Regions from separate parts of the Pan troglodytes genome. Here region 2 is linked to region 1. The links are chromatin contacts, called in public Hi-C maps. All regions are on one chromosome and are shown on one strand. The core of a region is the stretch at or near the end of the contact, and the rest is flanking DNA. Distances in the headings are between cores, read along the strand shown. Region 1 overlaps DCAF5 (DDB1 and CUL4 associated factor 5). Region 2 overlaps EXD2 (exonuclease 3'-5' domain containing 2).

Region 1 (7,688 bases), core at 1,678-4,177:
GAGAGTTATTTTAGGCTATTATTTGAAGGTTAAAAAGGCCAGCAAACATTTCACACCCATTAGGATGACTATTATCCAAACAAGCAAAGAATAAAAAGAGTTGGCAAGGATATGGAGAAATTGGAACTCTTGTACGTTGTTGGTGAGAATATAAAATGGGGCAGCCACTGTGGAAAACAGTATGGCAATTCCTCAAAAAGTTAAAAATAGAATTACCATATGGATCCAGCAATTTCACTTCTGGTTATATACCCAAAAGAATTGAAAGTAGAGGCTCAAACAGATATTTGTACACTAATGTTCATAGTGGCATTATTCACAAAGCTGAAAGGTAGAAGCAACCCAAGGGTCCATCAGTGGATGAATAGATAAACAAAATGTAGTCTATACATACAATGAAATAGTATTATTCAGCCTTAAAAAGAAATGAAATTGACACACACTACAACATGGATGAACCTTGAAGACACTGTGCCAAGTGAATGGTGTCTAGAGGGAGAATAGCAGTTGTCAGCGGGAAGGGGTAGTTCTGGAGATAAAATGTGGTGATGGTTGCACAACGATATGAAAATGTGAATGTAGTTAATGCCACAAAACTCTATACTTAAAAATAGATAAAATCATTAAAAAAAAAAAAAAGCCTGAAAAGTGCTTTTCTTCCTTGTGTAAAGCTCCAGAACATTCCTCATTTGGAATGCTAGGTGCTGTTCTGTCCTCTGCATGTTGGTAGAATGGATACAACTTAGTTTTAGGCTCCAGGCCAAGCTCTTTGGATTATTAGCAAGTCATTTTATCTCTCTGATACGTGTCTAGAAAAAGGGCCTACATAATCCTTACCTCACAAGTGACAATAAAATGAGATATGTATGTGATTGAATTCCTATACAAATATCAATTATTTTCAACTTTGGAAAAATAACAAAACAGACTTATTTTCCATCCACTGACGTAGCTGGGCTGTGTGTCACACAGACTGTGCCTCTGTAATGCGCTGCAGCTTCTTGGAGCTTAGGAGAGGTATGGTTAACACAAAAGGAGGTTTGGTCTTACACAGTACACTCACTGAAGAGGAATAAATGGGCTGAGAAGAAAGCCAGGCTGAATGATTTTCCTTTAGGCTTCACAGTTAAAAAAAAAGAAAAGAAAAGAAAACACTTTAGCAATATGAAAGGGTATTAAGTAAAATTGCTATCTGCAAGAGATGACCTCTGCTAACCATTTTGCATCTGTCTTTGTATGTATAAATTTGTGTACGTTTTTGTGTAATTGTATCATACTATTCATATTCTTAATGCTACCTAAAACAAGGTTTGAAAGATTAGGACAAGTTCATGGATGATACTTTAGGGACACAAGGACAATTTGAGAGCTGTGTGCACCTAATATATATCACACTGGGCTAAGTGCTTTTACAAACATTATCTCACCACACACAACAAACCTGGGAAATAGTTGGTATTTTCTCCATTTTACAATAAAAAAATTAGGGTAAAGGAGTAGAGTAACCAGGACACATGAATGGCGAAACCAAGATTTGAATCAAGTCCTTTTATTCCAGAGCTTGCACTTCCTGTACCCTTCTATAGCACCATCTTTGCTGCCTCTCAAAGATGAAACCCCAAGCTCTGTATCTAATCCCATTGAGTTACTTGTTAAAAGAATGTTTTGAACAATTAATACAGTCACTAATACATTATATTTTAGAAATTGTTCCATGTGAGTATAGACAGAGCTGCCTCATGCTTTTATTTATTTAGGCTGCATTGTACATATATAAGTAGTAAACTTTCTTATATTTTTTATTGTGAAATGTATACAACATAAGATTTACCATTTTAACCATTTTTAAGTGTACTTACTGTTCAGTGATATTAATTACATTCATGTAATTAATACATCACCACATCCATCTTTAGAATTTTTCATCTTGCAAAACAGAAACTACCCATTAAACTATAACACCCCATTCCTCTTTTCCCCCAGCCCCTGGCCACTGCCATTCTACTTTGTCTCTGATTTGACTATTCCTCATATCAGTGGAATCATACAATATTTGTCCTTTTATGTCTGGCTTATTTTATTAAACTATAATTTTAACCAGACTTCTGTTGATGGACATTTAAATTATTATTCTTTCGCTCTTCAAACAATGATAAGTTCCAGGAATATTCGACCCAGAATTTCAGACTGCTTTCTCAGTCCTGTGCTTGGCTGGCTTTTGAGGAAACCCAAAGCAAATCCTTACCTCAGCTTTTCTGAGCAATAAAATAAGAAGAATGTTAAATAATTACTTTTGTTATAGTGTGTTGTAAGGGCTTGCTTAGTTTCTGCTTATAGCTCGGGACCCTTTGGGAAAGGGTACTCTTTAAGTATAAAGGTTTTCTGTAACTACAAAGCTGCTGCCACAATGTGATTATAGTACATTTTTTGATGAATTAGTGATTTTAGTGCAGAATGAAACCAACCCAAAAAACCAAAACCAGAATATGTAGTTGTATTTTCTTGGGGTTCTCAGATGAGTTGAAGGTAAGCAATTGTTTGTGAGGAAACCAGGCTTAGAAGGCCTGGCCTCTGTTTGTCTTTGCCTGGCACTGGCACTGAGAAGAAAGGCCTAGCCTTCCCGAGAAGTCCCTGTGCTCCACCTCCGGTGCCCCAGAGGGGTTGGGGCCGGGCTCCCTCTCCTGAGGCTGACCCCATTCTCATCCAACTGCCAGGCCCATGGGGCTGGCTTAAATGGTCTGAAATGATCCTAAATATTCTTCACTTGGATTATTTGCAGGTCAGTCTCTCTCTGTGGAACTAAACAATAAATCTCTGCCTTTCTGAACTGACTAGGAGATTAAGGGAGACAATTGTAGAGCTGCTTTTGCGTCTGAACTGACTTTCCCTTGCTTCACCAGCCCTCCTTTGCTTTGTTGAATCAGAGGCTTGGGCACAGCTGTTTAGCGCCCTCTGCTGGGTGAAAAGCAGCCTAACGGTTTTACATTATGCCTCAATTTGTACTGGTGGTTTTTCTGCCAACGCATACTTGAAGATTGCCTTTACATAGGGCTCTTAATACCTTGCCTAAAGGAATGAGGGGTTGAGTGGAGTAAGGGGGTGTGTTTAGCTTACATCCTCTGATGCTAACCTTGAGGGCAAAGTCAAGAGGCAGGCCCCATCACAGCGATGATTTTTGCCTCAGTGATTCCAATCTCCCATGGATTGGGCTGTCATCATCATGTTAGTTACTAAGGACACATCATTTAAAATGATCCCAAGGCATTTAACAAATAGCCATGAATTTTGAATTACTGAGTACTAGGCAAAATGAAATCATCCTATAAATGCCTAGAATGAACATTAAAGATTATTTCTGTCTGGGTAATGGGGGGAGACCTTAGGCTGAGAATGGTTATGAGTTGGGCACAAAGGTATAGATATTCTGGTTTCTTTTTTTTTCTTTTAGTAGAGACAAGGTCTCACTATGTTGTCCAGGCTGGTCTCCAACTCCTGAGTTCAAGTGATCCTCCCACCTCGACCTTTCAAAGTACTGGGGTTATGGATCCTCCCACCTCGACCTCCCTAAGTGCTGGCATGAGCCACTGGGCCTGGCAGATGTTCTGTTTTTGGTTTTTTTGTTGTTGTTTGTTTTGAGATGGAGTCTTGCTCTGTTACCCAGGCTGGAGTGCTGTGGCACAATCTCTGCTCACTGCAACCTCCGCCTCTAGGGTTCACGTGATTCTCCTGCCTCATCCTCCCCAGTAGCTGGGACTACAGGCGCACAATATTCTGTTTTTACTTAAGCTGCTTCAATTCAGGAGAGACTGTGCTGTAGGTCTTAGTGAGCCATGAGTATCCCAGCCCATCCTGCAGTCTTGTTTTCTTTTTTCTTTTTCTATCATGAACATTAAACATAATCCAAAACTCTTTATTATGGAAATATTCAGCCAGGCTCACGCCTGTAATCCCAGCACTTTGGGAGGCCAAGGCGGGCAGATCACTTGAAGTCAGGAGTTGGAGACCAGCCTGGGCAACATGGTGAAACCCTGTCTCTAAAAAAAATACAAAAATTAGCTGGGTGTGGTGGTGCTTGCCTGTAGTCCCAGCTACCCATGGAGCCGAGGCAGGATAATCAGTTGAACCTGGGAGGTGGAGGCTGCAGTGAGCTGAGATCGTGCCACTGCACTCCGGCCTGGGTGACAGAGTGAGACTCTCAAAAAAAAAAAAAAAAAAAAAAAAAAAGAAGAAAAAATTGTTCAAGCATACACAAAAGTAGAATAGTATAGTGTATGCATCTATAGCAATTGTCCATATTAATCATCTATCCCTCTACTTTTTTTTTCTGGAACGTTTTAAAGGAAATTCCAGACATACTCCATTTCACCCACTTCAGTATGCACCTCTAATTGATAAGGATTTTTTTCTTTTTTAACATAACCATAATGCCATTATAATACCTAAAAGATGTAACAATACTTCCTTAATATGGGGTATTTAAATGAAGTAGAGAGATACCAATCGGATTTGACAAAATGTTGATGATTTGTTAAATTTACTTCCAATATTATTATTATTACTGGTAGAAGGATTTACTTATGATGTTTTGTTTTTAAGACTTTGTTTTAGAGAAGTTTCAGGTTCACAGCAAAATTAAGAGAAAGGTACAGAGGTTTTCCATGTACCCCTTATTCCCACACCTGCATAGCCTCCTTCATTGTCAACATCTTCCACCAGAGTGGTAAATTTGTTAAAATTGGTAAACATATACTGACACATCATAAACACTCAGAGTCCCAATGTTCAAAAAATGAACCTTAGAGTTCACTTTTGGTATTGTATATTCTATGGGTTTGGACAAATGTAATGACATGTATCCATCATTACAGTATCATACAGAGGATTTTTACTGCCCTAAAAATCTTCTCTGCTCCATATATTCAACCCTTGCCTCCAAGCCCTGGCAATTAGTGATCTTTTTGTTGTCTCCATGATTTTGTCTTTTCCAGAGTATCATAGAGTTGAAGTCATACAGTATGTAGCCTTTTGAGATTGGCTTTTTTCATTTAGTAATGTGTACTTAAGGTTTCTCCATGTCTTTTCACTGCTTGATATTTCGTTTCTTTTTATCACTGAAAAAGTTTCTGTTGTCTGGTTGTACTACAGTTGATTTATCCATTTACATACCGAAGGACATCTTGGTTGCTTCTAAGTTTTGGCAATTGTAAATAAAGCTGTTGTAAAATAAATCCATGTACAGGTCTTTGTGTAGATACAAGTTTCAACTCCTTTGGTTAAATACCAAGGAGCATGATTGCTGGATTGCGTGATAAGAGTACGTTTAGTTTTGTATGAAACTGCCAAACTATCTTCAAAGGTGGCTGTACCATTTTGCAATCCTACCAGCAATGAATGAGATTGCGTGTTGTTCCACATCATGACCAGCATTTGGTGTCATCTAGGTTTTCTCCTACTATCTTCTAGGAGTTTTATAGTTTTGGTTTTACATTTAGATTTATAATCAATCTTGAGTTAATTTTTATGAAGGGTGTAAAGTCTGTATCTAAATTCATTTTTATGCATGTGGATATTTAGATGTTTCAGCACCATTTGTTGAAAAGACCATTTTTGCTCCATTGTTTTGTCTTTGCTCCGTGGTCAAAGATCAGTTGATTATACTTATGTGGGTCTGTTTTTGGCCTCTCTGTTTTGTTCCATTGATCTATTTGTGTATTTGTTTGCCAGTATTATACTGTCTTGATTACTGTATATTTGTGGTAACCTGAAGTCAGGTAATGTCAGTCCTCCAACTTTGTTCTTCAAAATCATGTTGACTATTATGGGCCTTTTGCCTCTCCTATAAATGTTAGAATCATTTTGCTGATATGCATAAAATGAATTTGCTGAGAATTTGAGTGGGATTGCATTGAATCCATAGATGAAGTTGGGAAGAACTGATATCTTAAAAATACTGAGTCTTGACCGGGCATGGTGGCTCAAGCTTGTAATGCCAGCACTTTGGGAGGCCTAGGTGGGCAGATCACCTGAGGTCAGGAGTTCAAGACCAGCCTGGCCAACATGGTGAAACCCCGTCCCTACTAAAAATACAAAATGAGCTGGGCGTGGTGGTGGGTGTCTGTAATCCCAGCTACTCAGGAGGCTGAGGCAGGAGAATTGCTTGAACCCGGGAGGCAGAGGTTGCAGTGAGCTGAGATTGCGCCATTGCACTCCAGCCTGGGCAAAAAAAAAAAAAGTGAAACTCCATCTAAAAAAAAAAAAAAAGAATATCTGTCTATTTATTTAGTTCTTCGATTTTGTTCATTAGAGTTTTATAATTTTTCTTATATAGATCTTGTAAAATCTTGTTAAATTTATACCTAAATATTTTATATTTCAAATTCCACTTATTCATTGCTGGTATATAGGAAAGTGATGGACTTTTGTATATTAACCTTATATCTCACAATCTTGCTAAAATCACTTCTGTATTTTTTTTTTTAAAGAAACACTACAGATACACTTAAAAGCCTCTTTTACTATGTGTGTTTATCCATAAACAATATAAAGTATTGTTTTGTATATTTAAAAATACATGCTTAGATATTATCCCTTTCATATCCTTTCGAAACTTGCTTTTATTACCATTAGGGTTTCAATATTTATTCATGTTTGTTTACATGTTTCTTGTTCACTTTAACTGCTGTATGATGTTCCATTGTGTTTAGACTCCACCTATTTTATATTCCAGTGGAATTTATCCATTCCTGAATTGTTAGATATTTATGTTGTATATAGGTTTTCTTGATATTATGACCAATGCTTCAGTGAACTTTCTTGTACATTCCCTTGTGCCACTTTGTGAGAATCTGTCTAAATTATAACGTACATTTCCCTGATACCATATAGAATTTGAGATCTTCTATAATATGTTTGGTATTTGGGTTTCCTTTTCTGAATAGTTATATTCTTTGCCTCTTTTCCTATTGGAGTTTTAATAATTATTTGTAGAAATTCTTTGCATCTTCTAGACATTAAGCCATTACCAGTTTTGTGCACTGCAAGAATTCTTATAAATTCAGGCAGTCCTGTTCTGGTCCTTCAGTTTACTCCAGGGGCCAGTTTGCTGGAGTTAAGTCAGCTTCTGTTTTTACTTCTGGGCTCCCTTTATTCTTACTTAACATTTATGAGTTATGCTACTAAGGCGGACAATCCTTTCAACTGTCCATCAGAATGAATTTGCTTTGTCAGTTATGGTTCATTTTTTGTTCAATAAGGCAGTATAGAATAGTGGTTAAGAGTCGGGGCTATAGAATCTTTACTGCTTGCTTTTGAATCTTAGCTCAATGACTTTATTGTATGATGTTGGCATATTACTCTTTGGTACTACTCTTTGGTACTTGGCTTTATCATCTATAAAACCAATGAGGTAGAAGAACTATTATGATTACCATTTTATGTTTGATGAAACTGAGGCAGAGGGAGATTAGGTCAGAAACATGAGCAAGTAGAAGAAACGTGCGCCTCTCTTTTAACTTTTTGCTTTTGCTAGAGACATAAGTATAGGGAAATACTTATCTAATTTTAAAAAAATATAGTAGCAGAAGCAGTGATAAGTCACTGACTCACAGCCTCAGTGTTGCGAGAAAACCATAGGAGTGGAGACTATAGAGAACTAAAGTGCCCATACCTAAGTCTGTTTGCAGTGTGGA
Region 2 (6,956 bases), core at 3,528-6,027, 99 kb before region 1:
GATGGTAAATGCAAATTCCAGGATGAGAGTTGGGCAGCAGGCCTAGAGTGCACTCCATCCTGGGAGGAGCCAGATGATAGAGGGCTCTAGGAGAGAAGGCTCCAAGGGAAAATGAAACAAGTAAGTGACCTGACGTGTGTCTGAACCAGCCCAGAGGAGATCCATAGTTCTGATAAGGAGTCTGGGGTAGAAATAATAGGTACATGGAACACTATGCAAACAAAATACTAATTATTAATCCTGGGAAATAAAAGTAACTGCAGTTTACTATGTGACTCAGCTATAAATAATATAAATACTGGATATTAACCTGATAAAAATGATGATTTACCTAAATTGGGAGGATGGGGAAGAGAAGTATTTGTCTGGGGACAGGGGAGCTGCAAGAGTACTAAACCGTATCTCCCATAGTATGATGTCAAAAGATAATATAAATAAATAAGAAAGAATAACGCATGCATGTAATTTAGAAGTATAATGATAATTACCAGAAAGAAATGAAAGTGGTTGCCTCTGAGGAGAAGAAGGAAGAAGGATTAGGAATGGGGAAAGGTAATGCAGGGAACTACTTACTGCTTCTTAAAATAAGTTATAACTCCTACACACTTATAACACTATATATTTTTTTAATTATATATTTGTATTCATAAAAAAAATCCCTTTTTCTGAAATGCCCAACATATAGTAAATGCTCAAAAAAAATCAGGACTCTTGGCCGGGCTCGGTAGCTCACACCTGGAGGTTGAGGTGGGTGGATCATTTGAGGTCAGAAGTTCGAGACCAGCCTGACCAACGTGGTGAAACCCCATCTCTACTGAAAATCTAAAAATATTAGCCAGGCATGGTGGTGCACATCTGTAATCTCAGCTACTCAGGAGGCTGAGGCAGGAGAATTGCTTGAACCCAGGAGGCAGAGGTTGCAGTGAGCCAAGATCGTACCACTGCACTCCAGCTTGGGCAACAGAGTGAGACTCCATCTCAAAAATAAAACAAAAGCAGGACTCTTATCCTTTTTTTAAGTGATTATTGTAGACCAGTTAGCTGGAGTATCACCAGAGAATGAATCTATTTTAAGGCATCTCCATCCAATACTTATACTATATTTGAGAATTTGAATTTTATAAACAGTTATACTTCAGAAACAATGACTTTCCATTCTTCAACTACTCTGATAAGAAGTACCTGGTCCTCTGTGAGAGTCTCAGCATCCCAGTTGCTGCAACGAAGTAGAAGGGACTTGTCAAGGGGAAAGTTCAAAACAGTCTCAGCGAGGGATTTCAGGCTAAGCCCATTACAGAGCAAATTGTTTCTAAAAGAAACAAACAAACAAAACCATGCATCAAAAACGGGCAAAGGACATGAACAAGAAAATCAAAAAAGACATATAAATGGCCAATAAACAGAGATAACATAATGAATCTCACTAGACATCAAAGAAAATGATAGTTTGTTATCTATTTGTGAAACACTTTATAAATCCTTTCTGTAGTTTAACTCATTTAATACTCACACCAACCCTGTGAGGTGGCTACATTATCAACTCTACTTTACAGATGAGGAAACTGAGGAACAGAGAGGCTTAGTACTGTGCCAAAGGTCATACAGCTGGCAAGTGGCAGCACTGAGACTCTTACCCATGCAGTCTGCTCTCGAGTCAGCTTTTAGCCTCTATCCACACTGCCTCTAACAGCACACAGTGACAGTGGCATTCTGGGGAGCTGGTGCCAAAGAAAGGAGGGCCTGATGAAGGGAGGCTTTTACTGTTATACTCCATAGACTTTCGCAGAGTTTTAATTTTCACAGCAATATCTTAATGTATTACTTTAAAAAATTATACTTCACTTATAAGATCTTTATATAAGCCAAACTAACAAACTAAAATAAAATTTCATTTTATACTAAAAAATTGTGATAAGTACAGATTTTAATCAGGCCTTCTTTTAGTTTACCAAATCTCCAACCTTTTAGTGACTGTGTCACTTCAGGCAGGGCAAGAGGCTGTTTCAGTCCACGTTGTTATAAATGAGGACCCATACATAAACATGAGGAGGTAATTATGACTCCCCGCCCCAAAAAGACAAGCTGAAATCAAATTTCCATAGGAATAAAATTCTAAAGGAAATCTCTCTTCCTCCCAGATAAGGGCTGGTCTACCATCATTTTTGGCCTAAAGCAGGCTCTGCAAACTCAAAGGCTTATTAGGAGGAGCCAGGGTTACAATGGGAGTGGTGGGGACTCTGGCAAACTGAACAGAGCACGCTCATCTAAAGGGCACATATGCTACCCAGCCAAATGCTGCCATCTAGAACTGTAGACTCAGTGTAGTCAGATTACCTAATTTCAAGAGAAGCCAGAAATACAGATTTTTACATTAAATATTCTTGATTTAAACAAAAATTCCCAAAAATATCATATGGGAAAAAAGAAAACCAAAAACCCTTTGCAGCCATAATTTAGCCAGTGGGACCACCAGCTTTTAGCCTGTAGCTTACAGAGATCCCTCAGTAATGTTTGATCTAAAAAGGCTAATTCTAGGTAACCAAAGTTTCACAGAAGTTGGAATGTCTCCTTACAAATTCAATATGCATCTTAGAAGCCTCTAGGCTCCTATACAATTTCACATGTCTCACTATTGAGTCCCAGGCATCTACAAATCTGGTTAAAATATTTGTCCCGCAGCTACAGGAATCCTAGCATTCATACAAACCACACCTCTGCCGCATGGCTAGGTATCGGAGGTCCAGGCACCCCCTAACAACGAGGCCATAATCCTGCAGAAGCTTGCTGGCATCTTCTGAGCATCCCACTCCAACTTTCAAAATGGTGCCATCTGCCAAAATATCCAATAACGTTCTTGGTAGTGTTTTTCCTCCACAGATTAGCTTGGGCAGGCGAACCAAGACACACAGGCCACTTGGGGAGGCCATTTGTAGAAGTGACAGAGGGCTGGCTTTGCCTTCCAAATTTACCTGCAACAGAGGAAGACAAGGTTGTGGTTCACACCTGAGCACAGCAGCGAGCATAACATATAACTGTGACAAAAAAGTCTAAGAGGTACATCCTTAACTTCCCAAAGGTAGCATCTGACCAGGTTTTGGTTTGCATCTACAGATAAGCCTCCAGTAACAAATGCAATGGACTTTGTGAAGCAGTGGCCTAAACAAAGGTTACCGAGAACCCCAAACGCCAAGGTCTGAAATATAAGTCCATAAACAGCGACCAGCCGACACAGGAGAGCTCTGGGACATACACTGGCAGTCATATGGAACATGCTGGTTTTAAAAGGCTAAGGAGGCCGGGCACGGTGGCTCATGCCTGTAATCCCAGCACTTTGGGAGGCCAAGGCGGGCGGATCACCTGAGGTCAGGAGTTCAAGACAAGCTTGGCCAACATGGTGAAACCCCGTCTCTACCAAAATTATAAAAATTAGCTGGGCATGGTGGCATGTGCCTGTAATCCCAGCTACATGGGAGCCTGAGGCAGGAGAATCGCTTGAACCCGGGAGGCAGAGGTTGCAGTGAGCCGAGATTGCGCCACTGCACTCCAGCCTGAACGACAAGAGTGAAACTCTGTCTCAAAGAAAAAAAAAAAAAAAAAAAAAAAGGCTAAGGAAAAAAGGCCAAGGAGTAGAGTGAGAAATGATAAACATCCTCTTTTCATTATCCAGCCTCTCTAATGTACACGCAGGTAACTCTAGTCATTTACCTTATCATCACTGACTCAAGATCCAATTTTTAAAAAGAGGTAGAAGATAGAGTACTGTAAATAAGTGGTACCTGATAATATAATAAATCCAGGTAGCACCAAGTGCTTTCTCAGCATTTTCTAGTCACAAATGGCATTCATAAAAAGAAAAAAAAATGTATATTGAGCATAAGTTAGGGCCTTTAAAACTTAAAAGATACAAAAAACTTTATACAATAAGTGATCGAGGTTTAACCTTTTTTCTTTTTTTTAGACGAAGTCTGGGTCTGTCGCCCAGGCTTGAGTGCAGTGGCTCAATCTTGGCTCACTGCAACCTCCGCCTCCCGAGTTCAAGCTATTCTGCCTCAGCCTCCTGAGTAGCTGGGGTTACAGGCACGCCCAGCTAATTTTTGTATTTTTTGTAGAGATGAAGTTTCACCATGTCGCCCTGGTCTCGAACTCCTGACCTCAAGTGATCCTTCTGCCTCGGCCTTCCAGAGTGCTGGGATTACAGGCATGAGCCACTGTGCCTGGCTGAGGCTTAATCTTTTTGGGGTCATAGATAAGTTTGAAAAAATGCTGAAAGCTAAGGATGTTATTCCTAGAAAAATGTACATACAAAACTCACATACATTTTCAAGGGATTAAAATTTCCCTAAAGCTATCCATAGAACCCAGATTAAGCACCCAATAAATTCTAATCCTTCTCACTTGTCAGGAGAGGAATATAGGTGAATCAGTTTGACCAAGTATGGTGAGATCATGGCAAAGCTAGGGCTATCACACTATCACCTAAATTTCCCAGTCCCTAGAATAGTAGTTCTCAACTGAGGGTAATTTTGTACCCCAAGAGACATTTGGCAATATCTGGAAAAATTTTTGGTTGTCACAAGTGGGGAGGAAGTACATAGGCATCTAGTAAGTAAAGGCCAGAAGGCTGCTAAACATCCTACAATGTACAAAAAAGAATCATCTGCCCAAAATGTCAATAGCGAGGAGGCTGAGAAACTCTGCTCTAGGGCAATGTGGTCCTCTCACTACTGTACTAGCTGCCTGCTGGGCCTGCAGTGCCACAGTTGCATACAAAGTAATGGAAGAGAGCGTGCTGATTTAAGGAATTTATAATCTTACAGGAGGAGTAGGAGGGATACACATAAACACAAGCTCACACACACAGAAAATGACATGGTAAATGCCAAAGGAATGTTTCAAGCAAAGTGTCACAATTAATCAGAGGAGGTACACTGCATAATTGAAGTGACCAAAATCACACAGAGGAAATAGTCAAGATCACAAAAGAACTGCTGTTAAAAAAAAAAACAAAAAACTGGGAGGGTTCTGGCCCTCAACTTTTTTTCCAAGTCTCGCTCTGTTGCCTAGGCTGGAGTACAGTAGCGCAATCTCAGCTCACTGCAACCTCTCCCTCCCGGGTTCAAGCGATTCTCCTGCCTCAGCCTCCCGAGTAGCTGGGATTATAGGCGCCTGCCACCACACCCAGCTAATTTTTGTATTTTTAGTAGAGACAGGGTTTCACCATGTTGGCCAGGCTGGTCTCAAACTCCTGACCTCAAATGATCCGCCCACCTCAGCCTCCCAAAGTGCTGTGATTACAGGCGTGAGATACCATGCCCGGCCCTCTAGCCCTCAACTTCTTTTCTAAGGCGGAGTAAAACCATGATCTAACTCACAAAAGACTTACGCTTCCTTCTTAGGCACTGCTTTATCAATGAGAGCTATTTTCGTATCCTCACACGAAAGCGTGCCAGTTTGATCTCATTGTCTATTTCTTGAGGCTCAGCCAAGGTTACAAAGACCTGTGAGAAACACGACTACTGGGGTTCCAGTTCTCTAATAATTCATCCGGATGTGACCAAATCACTTTTTAAAAAATTAATGAGTAGTTCTTTCCCTCTGTGATATCAGCTTTCTCCAAGAAAAAGCTATAAATCTCTACTTCTAATAGCTAGTACTGCTAATTTGACATAAAACTCACTACAAATTCCTAAGGTTCAATATTTGTACCTCTTTACAGTCAGGTCTCATTGTCTACCATACATTAATTTCCTTGTTAATACAGTGGTTTGTAAAAAGAAAAGATAAAATACATTAAATAAATAACTAGATAAATAGACAGATAGGTAAATTGAGTTGTCTTTAATGTTTCTGGATTGTGCTTAAGATCCAATATACTATAATCAAAGTTTTCTCACTAGGAATCCAAATGTTTATGATTCCACTAGGTACATAACTTATATTGAATATATAATTGGAAGAATAATGTTTCTAGGAGAGTCAATTTAGCTTAAAGAATAAGATATCTAGTCTCTATTTCTCATATTTCCCCCTTTTTGCTTTCTAATGTCTTTTTGCCCTGACATCACTACTCATGGGAAACAAGAAACCCTTGGCTTATCAACATTATTAAAAAGTGATTAATGAAATAATTAATTTCATTAGCATTATTTAAACCAGTGGTCTTATTAGCATTATTTAATCTAGGGTTTTTAAAATTAGTCAACATATATGAAAATGTTTGAGACATATACTATATATATTTATAAATTACGCAAATACTGTATTAATGTGTTATACATACACAAAAGTACAAAGTTTAACTGAACAATAACAACAATCATTACAGATACAATTTCTAACACTCTGCTGTTTCAGTGATTCATTTAGAGAACAATGGGTTAGAGTCCTCCTTCCACCAGCCAGAGGATAATCCATTTTGGCTTCAGTATTCTTAAAAGAAAAAAACCAACAAAACAGTATTCATAAAAAATAGTTTCTGGAATGGCCTGTGATTCTTTAAATGACTTCATGAAGGCTACAGAGAGTAAAGAATGACATGGGACCATCTTCTGGGCTGGAACAGGTTAACTAATGAGCACCCCTAGTCTGTGGAGTTTATGTATCAGTTAAATTTAGACCAGGGTTTTGAGATAGGAATGAGTTTACCCTGTTCAGGCAACAGAACTAAGGCCCAATGTGGCTAGACGCCGATAAGAGTAGGATGAAAAGAGAGTAGGAGGAGACAAAATCAGAGATGCTGAAAGAAGCTACAGCAAGTAAGACCTTAAGAGCATGTAGGTAATTGAGACATCTGCATTTTATTCTTTTTTTTTGAGACGGAGTCTCTGTTGCCAGGCTGGAGTGCAGTGGTGTGATCTCGGCTCACTGCAACCTCCGCCTCCCGGGTTCAAGTGATTCTCCTGCCTCAGCCTCCTGAGTAGCTGGGACTTCAGGTGCCCGCTACCACACCCAGCTAA

The links. A called contact is a pair of places that touch in the nucleus more often than the background predicts.
Region 2: a contact with region 1 is called in a Hi-C map of stem cell-derived neural progenitor cells, with 3 times the contacts expected there. The contact joins two enhancer-like sites. A contact is called at or near these places in 2 of 7 Hi-C or Micro-C datasets (induced pluripotent stem cells and stem cell-derived neural progenitor cells).

The regions. Positions count from the first base shown.
Region 1 is chr15:67,111,755-67,119,442 of NHGRI_mPanTro3-v2.0_pri, reverse strand. All of the region lies in intron 1 of DCAF5 (DDB1 and CUL4 associated factor 5), which reads left to right. Among named protein-coding and RNA genes, the nearest start is that of DCAF5, 25 kb to the left of the region's middle. Within about 2 kb of position 2,927, at least 9 of the 24 cell types and tissues checked have an H3K27ac peak or open chromatin away from gene starts, as enhancers often do. A contact at or near this core is called in stem cell-derived neural progenitor cells, where this site is marked.
Region 2 is chr15:67,213,507-67,220,462 of NHGRI_mPanTro3-v2.0_pri, reverse strand. EXD2 (exonuclease 3'-5' domain containing 2) reads right to left here. Exons shown (of 10, transcript XM_009428014.5): 4 at 2,713-2,969; 5 at 1,183-1,309. It overlaps LOC104002083 (a long non-coding RNA gene), which reads left to right. Exons shown (of 5, transcript XR_010151173.1): 3 at 1-120. Among named protein-coding and RNA genes, the nearest start is that of GALNT16, 31 kb to the left of the region's middle. Within about 2 kb of position 4,777, at least 1 of the 24 cell types and tissues checked has an H3K27ac peak or open chromatin away from gene starts, as enhancers often do. A contact at or near this core is called in stem cell-derived neural progenitor cells, where this site is marked.